Regions from separate parts of the Mus musculus genome. Here all the other regions are linked to region 2. A link is a contact called in public Hi-C data. All regions are on one chromosome and are shown on one strand. The core of a region is the stretch at or near the end of the contact, and the rest is flanking DNA. Distances in the headings are between cores, read along the strand shown. Region 1 has its middle 15 kb from the start of Gm33515. Region 2 has its middle 52 kb from the start of Gm33570. Region 3 overlaps Asb7 (ankyrin repeat and SOCS box-containing 7).

What was found. A called contact is a pair of places that touch in the nucleus more often than the background predicts.
Region 1: a Hi-C map of uterus shows a contact between it and region 2, with 2.3 times the contacts expected there. The contact joins two enhancer-like sites. A contact is called at or near these places in 14 of 484 Hi-C or Micro-C datasets (the 3T3-L1 cell line, the C2C12 cell line, the HPC-7 cell line and 7 more), 2 of 115 datasets of contacts at active chromatin or transcription factors (embryonic fibroblasts and embryonic stem cells) and 1 of 9 other capture datasets (embryonic stem cells).
Region 3: a Hi-C map of uterus shows a contact between it and region 2, with 4 times the contacts expected there. The contact joins two enhancer-like sites. A contact is called at or near these places in 15 of 484 Hi-C or Micro-C datasets (3T3-L1-derived adipocytes, the C2C12 cell line, adipose-derived mesenchymal stem cells and 7 more), 2 of 115 datasets of contacts at active chromatin or transcription factors (embryonic stem cells and fibro-adipogenic progenitors) and 3 of 9 other capture datasets (adipose tissue, embryonic stem cells and pancreatic islet).

Annotation. Positions count from the first base shown.
Region 1 is chr7:66,440,953-66,445,697 of GRCm38.p6, reverse strand. No RefSeq gene overlaps it. Among named protein-coding and RNA genes, the nearest start is that of Gm33515, 15 kb to the right of the region's middle. Within about 2 kb of position 2,962, at least 30 of the 459 cell types and tissues checked have an H3K27ac peak or open chromatin away from gene starts, as enhancers often do. A contact at or near this core is called in uterus, where this site is marked.
Region 2 is chr7:66,527,480-66,531,992 of GRCm38.p6, reverse strand. No RefSeq gene overlaps it. Among named protein-coding and RNA genes, the nearest start is that of Gm33570, 52 kb to the left of the region's middle. Within about 2 kb of position 2,917, at least 23 of the 459 cell types and tissues checked have an H3K27ac peak or open chromatin away from gene starts, as enhancers often do. A contact at or near this core is called in uterus, where this site is marked.
Region 3 is chr7:66,647,836-66,652,672 of GRCm38.p6, reverse strand. Asb7 (ankyrin repeat and SOCS box-containing 7) reads left to right here. Exons shown (of 6, transcript NM_080443.2): 6 at 4,748-4,837. Among named protein-coding and RNA genes, the nearest start is that of Asb7, 39 kb to the left of the region's middle. Within about 2 kb of position 1,587, at least 47 of the 459 cell types and tissues checked have an H3K27ac peak or open chromatin away from gene starts, as enhancers often do. A contact at or near this core is called in uterus, where this site is marked.

The DNA of each region.
Region 1 (4,745 bases), core at 1,713-4,212, 86 kb after region 2:
GGTGACAGGGGGCTTGGAGGGGACAGGGCCACCATCAGAGCCCCAGCCTGGGCTCAGGTTGGGGAAGGCCTTTGTCCTGCAGAACAAAAGCTACTGTTTACATGTGTTAAACCTCATCAGACTTCATCAGATTCAGGTGCAAAAGCCTACATCCCCAATAGGCCCAGCTTATGTCACCTTCCAGAGCACTGAGGGTCCCAGCCATCAACCCCAATCAGGACCAGGAACCACATCAAAGCGTCTTCCTGCCCGCAGACCATTTCTGCTCTGAAATGCACTGTTGTTGTGACTTCCATGCTCCTCCCCTGAGGAATTAGGGCACAGAACCCCCCATGGCAATGCTGGACCCCGCAGCAAGCATTGTTAATGAGAAAGGAAGGGTGGGATTGCCCTGGCCTGCCGACATAATCACATGAAGCTGTAGCTTTGGAACAGACCCCAACGGCCCCAGAGTCAATTTCCCTGAAAGCAATGTGAAGCAGAGCTTCCTGGGAGAAGAGACAATGGCTCCCATTGTCTCTGTCACTTCCCCTCCACCCGCCCAGATTAAGCTTCCTCAAGGAGCCACAGCCCTGTGCAAGCCATGTTTGTGGATGTCCAGTCCCACTCCCCAAACCCCCGTGAGAAGCAGTTTCTTTCCCAGTCATTGCTTCCAGACTGGCCAAGCCGGCTAGAGAGGCTAGGCCAGAGCCCAGGGAGATCCGGGAGTAACTTGCAACATGGAACACTGGTGGCTAGTGGTGTCTCATGGGGAGCTGGGAGGCAGCCAGCACTGGCCTTGTTAGACATGCTCAAAGCCTGGGCAGAGGCCAGGGGCTTACATATTCTCCATCCCACCCCCCTGCCTAGCAAGGCCCTGGGAGGAAGCTCTAGAGGGGACAGGTCATGCAGTTAGCCCTCAGGACATTCCTGGAAAGTCTATACCGGAGCCTTCAAGATCAGCTTTTCCCTATGCCGGGGCCTAGCAAACACAGAAGTGGATGCTCACAGTCAGCTATTGGATGGATCACAGGGCCCCCAATGGAGGAGCTGGAGAAAGTACCCAAGGAGCTGGGGGGATCTGCAACCCTATAGGTGGAACAACAATATGAACTAACCAGTACCCCTGGAGCTTGTGTCTCTAGATGCATATGTAGCAGAAGATAGCCTAGTCGGCCATCAGTGGAAAGAGAAGCCCATTGGTCGTGCAAACGTTATATGCCTCAATACAGGGGAATGCCAGGGCCAAGAAGTGGGAGTGGGGGAGTGGGGGAGTGGGTGTGGGAGGGTGTGGGGGACTTTTGGGATAGCATTGGAAATGTAAATGAAATAAATACCTAATAAAAAATAAATAAAAATTTTTAAAAAGATCAGCTTTTCCCTCTTCTTCTTCCTTCCTTCCTTCTCCCTCCCTTCCTTTCGTCTTCCACACACACACACCCTGTCCACCCCTTTCCTTAGTGCTGGAGGAAACCAATCCCAGGGTCCTGAGCATGCCAGGCAAGTGTTGTGCTACCAAGCCACAGCCCTGTCCACAGACTGCATTTTTCCCTAGCACTCTGAGCCAGCAAACCACACTACCCTCTACTTAGCCACCTACCTCTTCCTCAGGGTTGCCCAGTCCCATTGTCTCTGGAAGCTTGCTAGAAGTGATTGCAACTAGAAGAAGATTCCCATCGTCTACACCCGACGTCCTCACACTTATCTCACCTCCGGACTGTGTTCTGAACTGAATGTGGCTGGAGAGCCCCAGATCAGCAGCATGGGACTGGTCCAAAAGAGTGGTGAGGAAGACATGAGAGACAGATGGGGGTCTGTGCTGAGCGTTGGGTACGAACAGGGAACTTGTCCTGAACGCTATGCCTCTGCATCCCACTTGAAGTACCTACGAGGGCTTCTGCAGCATAGCTGTCTGGAATATTCAAGAGCAAGACCTTGGACCCTCTTCTCACTGGTAGGGAGGCCAGCATGTGGATAATCCACCACAGTCAAGACAGATATTTCAATGGTAGGGTTAAGGAAGAGGGAAGGGAAAGTTTGGTGCAGAGGATGGAAGATTCCTGAGAGAACTCTGGCCCTCAGTGGATCCAGGGTCCATAGGAAGGATGATGGAGCACAGCAAGGTGGTAACTTCACTGAGGCATCACCGTAATATCTCATCACAAAGGCTCTTGTACCTTCCTAGGCCTGGTGGAGCTGCCTAACTGTGGCATCCTTGGAAAAGTGTGGCTCCCATTCTGCCATGGCCTGCCGCCTCTTCCGGCCCTCTCCTGCTGCCGTGTGGCATTCAGGCTAGGCATCGGGGAACAGCCGCTGATGCATGGAAATTGGAGCCATCCTTTGGGGCCCCTAGAACTTAAGGTGTCTTGCAGAAGACAGAGATCATTGTTGGATAACAACAGGAGTGAACTGACGCGATAAGTATTTTCTAGTGTGTTTCTTTTTAACTGTAGATCTATTTTAAAAGGCTGACGTGCAAACCCAACCCGAGAATACCTTGGCTCTGGCTCAACTCGATGAAACTAAAAAATGATTTAGTGTCATGTCAGGCTGTTGCATAGTAAAGTGGTGCCATGCCTTCGAAGAAACCAGTTCAGATCCTGAAAAGGCCTTAGGCAAAGTTAAAGTTGTAACTCACATTTCAAGGGAGCAACTGTAAACACGTTCCCCAGTGTGTACAGCAGCCAGGACTCCTAATGACACTCCGTAAAGGCTCTTTGCCCCAGACTAGGGAGCTCTTGTTTTCTCCTCCCCTTCTCAAAGCGCATATTTTCTCAACAACATCTCAACATCCCAACCACACAGGGACGTTCCTGAGAAGGAAACATTTGAGGCTGCATTGGCTTGTGGAACTCGGCTGCATGCATGGTTCCTGGTTTACAAAGGCAATGATTTCACAGGAAACCTGAGTTTCTAACACTCAGGGTAGAGGGGGACAGGCAGGGAGCCTGTGTATACATGGGTATGGTCTCTCTCCAGCTGTGCAGCCACTGCGGAGGCCTCTCTGTATGGAGCCGCTAATGGACAATGCCTGGGCCCTGAGCCCACAGCAGATGTGCTGAGGAACCGAGCCAGGAAGGGCTGAGATGTAGCTGACAGAGGGACACAAAGGGCCTGAGAAGCCTAGCAAGGTAACCACAGGCGGAAACCTAGAGAAAAAAAAAAAAAGAAGAAGAAAGAAAGAAAAAAAGAAAGAAGACATTCCCACCATTCCCCAAAATGGGGCTAACATGATGCAGCCCTTTTCCTTGAAGTGGGCTTGGCAGGACTAGCTGTTGAAAGAAAAAAAAAAGAAGAAGAAGAAATCAGCATGTTTTACATTTGTCTGGCCTGCATATCTAGATGAGCTGGCTCCAGACCCCCTCACACACAACACTGATGTGGGAGAGGGGAACAAAGGGCACGGCGGACAGAGTGAAAGAGAGACGTTTGAAAATATTTCTCCCATGCAGTTATTAAATTGAGTTTGTAAGCAGGTAGTAGCCTTTAGGATCCTCCTGAAGTTCTCACATCTGCTGCTGGGGATGGGGGTGGGGAGGGCCTGCCTACACCTCTCAGAGACCACCTTCAGCTTTAAAATGGTCCAGTACCTCTGGTGTTGAGGGTTCCTGTTTCCTGATTCGTCTTATGGAGCCTCGGTCCCTTACTTCCTTCATCTTCTGCCTTTTGCCATAGAATTAGACAAGATCCCGGGATATCACAAGTCAGGGCCTGGGAGAGATTACCTGTGCACCGCTCTGAGTACGCACACAGGAGAAGCACCCGCTACCTGTGCGTATGACGGGGTCAGATCAGCCTGAACACCTGCCGCAGGTTCAGGGAAGGAGCTGCCACAGGATTAGACTCTGGGATGAGTCTTATTAGGGGAGGGCCTTGAGCTCACAGGGGCTGTGGCTGGGCCTTAAAGTGGGGGAGTGACTTAGGGAGATACAGCATCACATCACAATGGGGTCCCCAGAGGAAGAGAAGGAGAGGGCCTCCCCTTCAAAACCCAAGAGGAGCTGGGATAGGAGTCGGGACCCTGAGGGAGAGAAGCAGACCTTCAGGTCCAGAAAGGAGCTGCATTGAGAGACAGACACCATCCACTGCATGATGATGGAGTAAGAAAAGTACCTTCAACTCCCTGAAGAAAAACGTGGGAGAATAAAGAGGGTTTCTGGCTTTTGCTTTTAGAGGGGGTGAAATGGCAGAGGGATAACAGGGGGAGTTCCACACCACATGACCTAACCAGGCCTAGCCTACCTGCCCAGGGACATGGATCCAGGCATTAGATAGCACCCTAAACTCATCTTATGGTTACAAGGGGGTTGGGGTAGACTAGGCTCATGTCCCCTACCCATCCCATCCCTGTCCCCATGTGCAGTAGCCACCACTTCAAAGGCCAGTCAGCCTTTTGGCAGATTGGGGGTGGAACACATGGCCTATTTTCTGAGGAGAAAGAGGGGAAACTAGAGAGCCTGTGACCTCATACCTGGGACTTAGTACCTCTAGTCCTCACAGTGGGACTTATATAGGTACTTTGTGCTAGGTCCCATGACTTCTGTCACATGACAGACAGCCCCAAACTCCCTAGCATTCGCCAGTCTTTCTTAGGGTCCTAAGGGCAGAGTTGATCTCAGCTCACATGTCCCCTGCTGGTCTTGCCTGGAGTCTCTCACTAATCATAGTCATCCAGGGTGGCTTGACTTACCTCTCTGGAGTCTCAGTAGGAATAGCTCAGTCAAGATATTGGAACAGTTGTATCCGCCTCTCTCTGGGATGGTGGA
Region 2 (4,513 bases), core at 1,668-4,167:
TGCTGTCTTCTTCCTGGATATTGGAGGCCCAGGAAAAGCAACTCCATGCTTCAGAACCTCAATTTCTCTTTCCACAAGCTGGATGTACAAAAATGCATTCTGCCAAGGTCTGTGCTAGGGAGGAAGGGCCACACCACCCACATGGGAGGCGAGTGTCTGGGTAACACTTCTCAAGTGATCTGCAGATCATTGTTGCCATTGTAGTCACCCTACAAGGCAGGGTATCCCCGTTTCACACACAAGAGGCAAAAGCTCTGCAGGAAGATTGTCTGAGGTGACAAGAGCAAAGTCCCTAGGACCATGATTCTATGACACTCGGAGTTGTTGCCTTCAATGGAAAACACCAGGCAAAAGCTGGCCAGGAACCCCAGTTATATTCTGGGGTTCAGCTATGAGCCTCTTGATTTAGGGGTCTAGGCAGCACGGGGAAAGAGGACTCTAAAACTAGAGGTGATCCCATCCAGGATGAGAGAGTAGTGCAGGTGGAAGGAGGCTGCTCAGTGACTCAGGAGGAAGCATGGGGGCCCAGGGCTGGGATGGCCTCAGGAGGCCTGAGAGCTGTTCTAAAAATAAAAGCAGACTGTCCAAGTCAGGTGAGAGGCAAGACTTTGAGAGGAGAGAAAGTCCATGAAAAGCCGCCAAGAAGAGCCTGAGACATATGCTGTTGCGTGGAATAATGAGGAAAAGCTGCTCTTCTCCCACAGTGACGTAAATCATTCTGCGACCCTCGGGGCGGGAGCCACTGTCCAGCACCTAATTCTTCACAGCTGTTACCACCAGGAAAGGATTGGAGGAAGAGTGAGCAGGGGGATGTAGGGCAGGTGCTGAGAGACTGGGAGATGTAGGGGTGGGGAAGGAGGGATACCAAGGTACTCAGAGCGGAGAGGCCCCTCTTGTTCCTGATCTCTTGGTCCCAAATTTGCTCTGTGAAGCAGAAAGCAGGCAAGTCCTAAGGTAGAGTTAGGACTATGATCAGAGATGTAAAAGAAGTCTGGAGACCAAGGAGACCAAGCAGAGGTCTGGATGACTGTGATATTAGAAAGCTTGGCTGGCTTTCAACCTGAAAGAGCCCCCTTACCTACAGTCCCCTTCCCAAGAGCCCAGCAGCACTGGACTGAGCAGAGAGGTTCTAGCACTGGCTAGATCCTGACTCCCATCTCTGATCTCTATACAGCTTGGACCTATACATGGTGGTGTTTTGAGTAACGTGGCTGGATACCTGGTGAGGCTTCACAGCCAGTAATATCTACAGCACAGTTAAGGAGGAGGGGTCAGACAAGGAGTGCCCTGGAGACCCATAATTCCTCCTGAATATTTGGGCCAGGGAGAGGAGGCAACTCCAGTAGTCATTCTAATGACCCTCAGGCCAGTCTGTGCCCTGTGACCTGGAGACATGTAAGTATCCATTTGGAAGAATGTTTGAAATACACGAAGGCCAAAAATCCACTCCTGCCCCTGCCCCCAGAAGAACCTGATCCTGTCCTCAGGATTCACAGTAAGGGGTGAGATGCCTGTGCTCTCTTTCACAGATTGAAGGCTTGGGACCAAGAGACCAGAAACAAGATAGGCTTACCTACCCTCCCCACCCTCTCTCCTCCTCTCTTCTTTCTCCTGAAGTTCACTGTCTGTATTTCTTACAATCTTGCTGCCTGGTGACAGGAGACACATGGAAGGAGATGAAAAGGACACACAGGGCTTCCTCAGCTTCTACAGCCAGTGGGCTCCAAGTCCAGCCCAGGATATCTTAGTAATAAGGTAACCCCATCACTTTTGAAGGTGACTTGACTATCTGTTCTGCTACATCAGAGCAACCTGAGCCAATCAGACAAAAAAAAAAAAAAAAAAAAAAAAAAAAAAAAAAAAAAAAGCCCACAGAAGAGAACAGAGTGAAACTGCTCATCATAGCCCAGAGGTCTGTCTGGAGAGCCACAACTTGCATACAGTAGAGATCTCTGGAATCCTGCTGGACCAATTGGGTTCTGGCTGCCATACCCTTTAATCTGAAGCTCACTGGGATTGGGTAATGGTAGAGTATCTCAGCTGAGCTGTTAGAACTCAATGTATTGACTGATTTTCTTGACACTGTGGCAGAATGCCCAACAGAAGCAGTTGATAAGAGAGCAGGCTTATTTGTCTCACAGTATTGAGAGGGCACAGTCCACCATGGTAGGAGAAATCATGATGGCAGAAGCATTTGATCGGCTACATTGTATCTATGGTAGAAAGCAGAGAGAGGTGAACATTGGTGCTCAGTTGGCTTTCTTTCCCCATCTCTCTTTTCCAAGGATTTCCTCAAGTCTTTATGTTCACTATAGGAAAAAGATTTTGGAAGCCTGGGATTATAGTAGGAGGGGTTATCCTCTAAACCTTTAGGGATTACAATAACAGGCCAGCCATGACATCTTGTTCATAGGATCAGGGTGTCTGGCTTCCCTCCAAGCCAGAAGGCACAGTGAGAGCTTGTGGGGGTCTTCCTGACTTTGGGATGTCATATGCTACCTCCCCCATAACTGTTGCTCTCCTTGGTGCCTCCCTTAGCCCCAGGCCCAGCAAAGTCTCTGCTTGGTGAACATGTGCAGAGGGAGCCATAGGCACTGGACAGAGGAGATAAAAACCTGGCCCTGAGCTTCCACCTTCTGTAGCTTTGACTTCACTGTCTTGCCTGGCGAAGCTTCTTCTTTCCACCCACCCCACCTGAAAGCCAGGAGCACGGGCGGTAAGGAGATTTACCATCCTTTGAATCTCCTCTGCTTTAGACTGTTGTAGAGTTTTACAACCCAGACAAGCCCAGCATGGACACATTAGATCAGCTTTTTAGCCTTAGCTGCCTGGCCAAGTCTATGACAACACTGCCCTCCTGGGATGACCAACAGCTGCTGGGCCTCAGGGCCACCTCCACAAGCCCTGCCTTCCCGAGAGCTGCCAGAATGATCCACCCAGGCTGGCAGCCTACAGCTCCAGATGTAGAGGCCTCGCCTGCCATGGGCTGGAGACTTTCTCAGCAATTCTGAGGGCTCCTGCCCTTCTATGGATTTCCCAGCACTCCCACGTGGAGCAGTGCAGGGCAATCTGAGGAGGAATCCTGGTAGGCCTGAGTTTTTAATCCCAGCTCCTGAGAATTAGCAGTTGACATGGTGTTTACAAGCCATTCTGCTCAGCACTGGGTGCTGTATTTGCTTCAAAGGACTTGGTTCTCCATCTTGTGAGGTGAGGGACTTCTGACATCCCCATTATACAGAACATGAAACAGAAGCCCAAGGCACATAAGAAGCATGCCCTGGCTGGTTTTCCTGGGCTCCCCCACAGGAGTCTAGACAAGAAGGCCATCATTATTGTTTGCTGATACAGTCACTGAGGGCTAGGACAGGAGCTGAGACATGCTCCCTCCTTGCACACGCTTGTGAGTCTGCTGGACCAGAGCTGAAACTATGTAACAACAGAGTGAGTGACCACCAACCAGGAAAAGCATTCCTGAGCACTTCCTTCCCAGACAGCCTTGGTTTTCCTGGAAGCACTAAACCACTTCCAGCACTGCCATCTCAGATACTTCTGAGTCCTGTGATCAGAGGACCAGCCAGCCTGGATGGACTGCTTGGGGCAAAGGCTCTTTCCTGATGGCACACAGGCTTCCTCAGTCCTCTGGGAAGTCACTATATTAACTCACATACTTCTAGGAAGTGTGTAGAGTCTTGAGGAAATTTCCTTTGATTAAGCTGTTCTAGTTTGGAGCAGCTGAAGCAATGATGCTTATTCTCCATCTGTCTAGAATGGCAGCCCCACTCAGAACTCTGCAAGGTTTGGTGTGATTCTACTATGGCTTCTGCTGAAACCTCTGTGCCTGCTGGAGGAACTCAGTGCTCCTCTCCCAGACGGCCAAAGGCAATTGAGTCTTCAGAGGAATCAGAATCCTGGATAGAGCAATCAGAAGACTCTCAGTCAAAGACTAGCCAATGCAGACAACTCTAGTCAAATGCTAAACCAATCAGAAGCTTCCTCGAGGTTTTTAACGTGGGATGGGAGTGGATTGGGACATCCCAAAAGAAAGAGGCCTACAGCACAACATGGCATCAGTAATAGTGTGGGGGTTTAGTGCCTGTGCGTGGCATAGATCCCAAGTTGAGCGGGTCTCTGGATGGCCTTTCCTTCAGTCTCTACTCTTTTTTTTTTTTTTTTTTTGTCTCTGCATTTCCTTTAGACAGGACAGGAGCCTAGCATGGCTGTCCTCTGAGAGGTTCTACCAGCATCTGACTGAGACAGATGCAGATATAGCCAACCACTGGACTGAGATCAGGGGCCCCTATGGGAAGAACTGAAGGATCTGAGGGGAAATGCAACCCTATAGAAAGAACAACACTATCAACTAACCAGACCCCTCAGAGCTCCCAGGGTCTACACCACCAACCAAGGAGCATACATGGGCTGGTCCATGGCCCCTGCTACATATGTGGCAGAGGACTGCCTTGTCTGGCCTCAGTGGAAGAGGATACCCTTAATCCTGTAGAAACTTGATGCC
Region 3 (4,837 bases), core at 338-2,837, 120 kb before region 2:
CCATCCTTTTAAATAAATCCCTCTCTTCTCACTAACCTGAAAGGCTCTTCTTCCATACCTTCTTGAGGTGTTTATAAATCCCTACTGTCAGGGTTGGTACCTATAGATGCCTTGACATTTGAGAGAAAACCACGGATCACTTTTGCCTGACTCTGTTACTTCTCAGTCACTGTGATAAAACACCATGACAAGGCATGTCTAGAAGAAAGGATGAGAGGCTGAAGGGCAGAGCAAAGGCGTGGCAGCAGGAACAGGAAGCAGCAGCCACAAGCACCAGGCAGCGTGAACTAGCAAAAGGAATGGCTTTAAACTCCCAAAGCCCACCTCCAGTGACATACTTCCTCCAGCAAGGCCACACCTCCTAAGGCACCCCAAAGAGTGCCACCCACTGGAGACCAAGCATTTCTGTGCCCAAGATTATGGAGGGCGTCTCATTCAGACCACCAGTGCTCAGCCACCTGAGGAAAATGTAACCAATAAATTTATGCCAGAAAGCTGATACTGTATGTTTGAACTGTAAGTCAATACTGCCATTTTTATTTTAAGGGAGCTAGAACCGGCCATTGGACCTACAAAGCAAGAGTTGTTTACCCCACTTTATACTTAGTCCCAGTGAGAGGACTTTAGAAGCAAGAGCAAAAAGAATACTGTGTCATTGGCTAGATGTGGCAGGGCATGCCTTTAACCCAGCACACAGAAGGCAAAGGCAAGTGGATCTCTGTGAAGTGTAGGCCAACCTGGTACAATAAGTTCCAGGTCAGCTGGGGCGACATAATGAGACCTTGTCTCAAAAATAAAAAGTCAAATTTTAAAATGGGAGCTGGAATTAAACAGAAATATTAGGAGACCATCCTGGATGCTGGCAGAGATGAAGAGGCCCTCTAGGGAATGACAGACCCTGAAGCAGTCTGGAGGAGGGCAGCAAGCGCCCTCGGTTTCTTGGCCTACTCCCCTCTGTATCACTGTCCCCCTCTACAGCGAAGCCTAGGACTTCATCTTCTGTGTGGTTACCCTTGACTGTTTCAGATGTTTGGTCTTCGTCTACCTTTATGAGTAATTAGTATGCTTTAAAGATTTATTTTTAATTATGGATGGGTGTCTGTGTACATGAGTACAGGTGTCTACAAAGCCCGGAGGCGTTAGAGCCTCTGGAACTGGAGTGATCAGTGGTGGTGAGCAGCTGGCATGGGTGCTGGAAATTGGAAGACCACCTCACACCCTTTTAGCAGCTGAGTCATCTTTCTAGTGCCCAAGTGTAGATATCTTTATCCTAAGAAATCAGTTAGGCCTCCCTCACGAAAGCCACAAGGTGTGTGTAGAGGTGGGGAGGCCTTTGGGACAGGTACTTTTCTAAGTTATCCCCTCAGGCTTCCTCTTGATTCTAAACTGGGACGGTCAGCAGCAGATTTCCTATTTTGTGCCAGCCTGGTTATTAATAATGATAGGCTTCTCCACACTAGGAAAGATTAACTCTTTGAACTATTGTGTAATCCCATTGGCATTCATTAGTCTGAAGACCTTGTAGTTCCTGCTGCATCCTCCAGTGTTTATGAGTCCATAAATTACAGTCTGTGGGGAGCTGGCCTCAGCCTCCCTGTTACAGCCCACTGTGGAGCAGCACTTCCTCGCTGCCTGTGATGCCTAGTGGGTGGTGTGTGCAGGTCTGCTGATTGTCCCTCCTCTTGTCGTCTGTGTCCTCTTCTCTGCTCCTCCTTCCTTCTCTTCTTTGTAAGAAGAGAAGCATGGTAAGCATGCAGTGGGTTCTCAGGCGATGCTTTCCTGTGGTCCGTTGACAAGAAATAAATATTAATCTTGTAATCATGATCTCCTAGTCCCAAGATGCTGTCCCTGCAGAAGGATTCCCGAGATGTGTGTGGAGGCACAGTAGCCCTGAGTGCCCTTACTGCCCTTTGCCAGTAGCCTGCTGTTGCCTCCGCATGCTGACAAGCCAACGGAGTTCACTTCTTGGTGTGCGCAGGGAGGTAGTGACACCCACTCCCTGCCACCGTGTGTCCTTTTACACAGCAAAAGTCTTCATATTCAGCCCTTTGAAGTCATAACAGTGGCTTCCAGCAGTTTGCCAACTGTTCCCTGCTAGTGGCTACTACTTGCCCCTTTCCAGCCTTGCTTTCTTACCATCTTTCCACATGAAGATGAAGACCACTTTCCAAGAATGGCCTTCTTGTTTCCTGAAAATGAGAAGAACTATCCCTATAAGTGTTTAGCAACTAATATTTTTAGAATTTGCTTTCTGGTTATTTCCGGTTTGCCTTACACTGGTCTTACCACTTTGCCACAGTGAATGTTTTTACTTCTTATACAACCTTTGAGGTAGGTGTTGTTATGAAGAAACTAAGGCACCAGGCTAAACACCTTGGCGAGGACCATGTGGGTTGTGAGTGACTAGGAGCCAAGCATGTGTCCTGACTCCAGGATTGTTGAGTTTAACCACTACAGTATGCCCTTACCATTCAAGGCAGCTCTGCAGTAAGGAGTTACATGTGGTTAAAAAGAGCTTTAAAAGACCACATTCTTCCAAAATATTAAAGGATGTCATTCATGGCATGTCGCTAAAGGAGAAACAAAGGAAAAATTAGAAACTGAGAAAAGCATTCCAATATGCGTTGGCCTAGGACCTCCACTGAACAGAGCATTCCAGAACATGTAGACTCCCAGTGGCCACAGCACTACCTCACCAGCCCCTGGGTGAGTGAACTATTTTGCCAGAGAATCCCCCGTCAAGCCTCCCCTGAAACACTGCAAACAAATAAGGAACTTAATGGAATGTTGTCTTAAATGCTTTGGTGCTGGGTAAACTCAGTTAAGCACTAATGGTGCAGGTATCTCTGACAGTGTATGATGGAGAGAGAGCCTGAGCTCTCCTGCCCTGAGGCTCCTAGGAGACCATGGGTGAGGTACTGATGGAGAGCAGCAGCGGTCTCACCCAGGCCTTCTAGAGTCTTTTCTTCTTCCTTCCTGTTTTGGAGTTGAATCTGATGAGGTCTTGCGCTCACTAGAGAAGTGCCCCTCTACGAAGCGTCATTGCTAGATCAGGAGTTCTAAGTCTTATGGAGTTCTTTCCACTTAGGAAAAATTACTTGATTTTGCATTGTCACTATTAAAACAGTGCAAACAAGAGATGAGGTACTCAGAAGAGTGGTGCTTCTCCAAGAACAGCCTGGGACCCTCCCAGGGAGGTTATGAGGTTGGCGTGAGCTCATAGCAGCAGTATGGTGTTATCTGCCCATCTTCATGTTCCTCCTCTCCGGAGACTATGTGGTGTGGTTTTTATTTCAACAGACTGAATGCAAATGTACACAAGAAAGCTTAGCTATTCTCTGGAAAGCCATGTGTTACAAAGCATGGCAAATGGGGTGGGGGTGAGGGGTGCCACACCCCTTTGACTGTTTTGTAAAACAGTTTTTATCATGTTGTTCATTTCAATATGCAGTTGGTTTGATTTAATTACTTTTAAATGGATTTACAGGTATTTATAAAATTTCTGTTGTAACTTGTGATGTGGTCATCACCAAAGATGTGGCCCACAACAAAGTTCTTTCGTATCCTCAGTAATTTTGAAAGACATAATGGGATTTGACACTAAATGATTGCTGGCTTCTGAAAAACGCTATCTCCTTGGGTTTTGAAGCACATTGCTTAATGTCTCTGAGACTACTAGTAAAATGGAGTGGAGCTACGTATGCCTCACTTGTAAAACGGTAAAAGGACTCTAGACATATCACACACTTCTGTTGGACAAGAAGCCGCAAGTATTTAATATGGGATAGCCTTTTTATACCGTTATGTCCTGTGTGACTCCAGACACCTACTGAACCATTATTGAACAAGTTTTCCTTATGTTGATAATATTCAGTACTGTTGAGAGAAAAGACTTTGGATTTTATTGCTTCTCTTTTGGATTCAGTGACAACCATGGTTGTGAGCTAGCGATTCAGACTAGCTTAAGGTGGCTTTCAAACTCCCTAGATGCTGACAATGAACAGGCAAGCAGGATGTCATTTGCAAAGAGCTCTGTAGAGAAGCTGCAGTGTCCTAGCCTCAGAGTCAAAACAGGCCACCCCAGAGAGCATCTCAACCAGGCCATGTTTTGTTGTGGAGAAACTGAGGCATAGAGAAACCACCTGCTCATGGAAGCTCCCCTTTGTATTAGACTCTCATCGGGACAGACCCACAGTTCTTTGATTTGTAGAAAGAATGCCAGGCTTGGAATCATAGAGACTATCCTTAGTCTCATTCTAAACTACAATTGGTTATCTGACAGCTGCCAGTATCCTTAAATCTCTCACCCTCAGGACCATATATATAAAGGCAGAGATGGAGGCATCTGCCTGTTAGAGAAGAGGACACAGAAAAGGATCCAGGAATAATAATCAACTCCCAGTGCTCTGCTCTCGTTGACTTCTGTCCTCTAGCTATGTCCCACCTCCTGGAGATTCCACAGCACTCACCAAGGCAGTACCATCATTCAGGCACAGAATATTCTAATCGGGTGCCTGACAGGACCATTGCATACTCAGACCATAACATTACCGCCTTGTAAAGAGTTTTGGAAAAGACCAAGTGGGTGAGACACCACAGGAAGGGACAGATGACACTTGAGAATCTCGGTCAGTCCTTTGACTGTAAGATCCACAGTAGACCCTTCCTCAGACAATGCCTTCCCTCACATCCCTCCCTCTCCAATGCTTTGTACCTCTGTAACGTTCTCTTTTCTCTGTCATTTTAGGACAGCCCAGAACCCTGCAGGACCTGTGCCGAATTAAAATTCGACAGTGTATAGGCCTTCAAAACCTGAAGCTGCTTGATGAGCTACCAA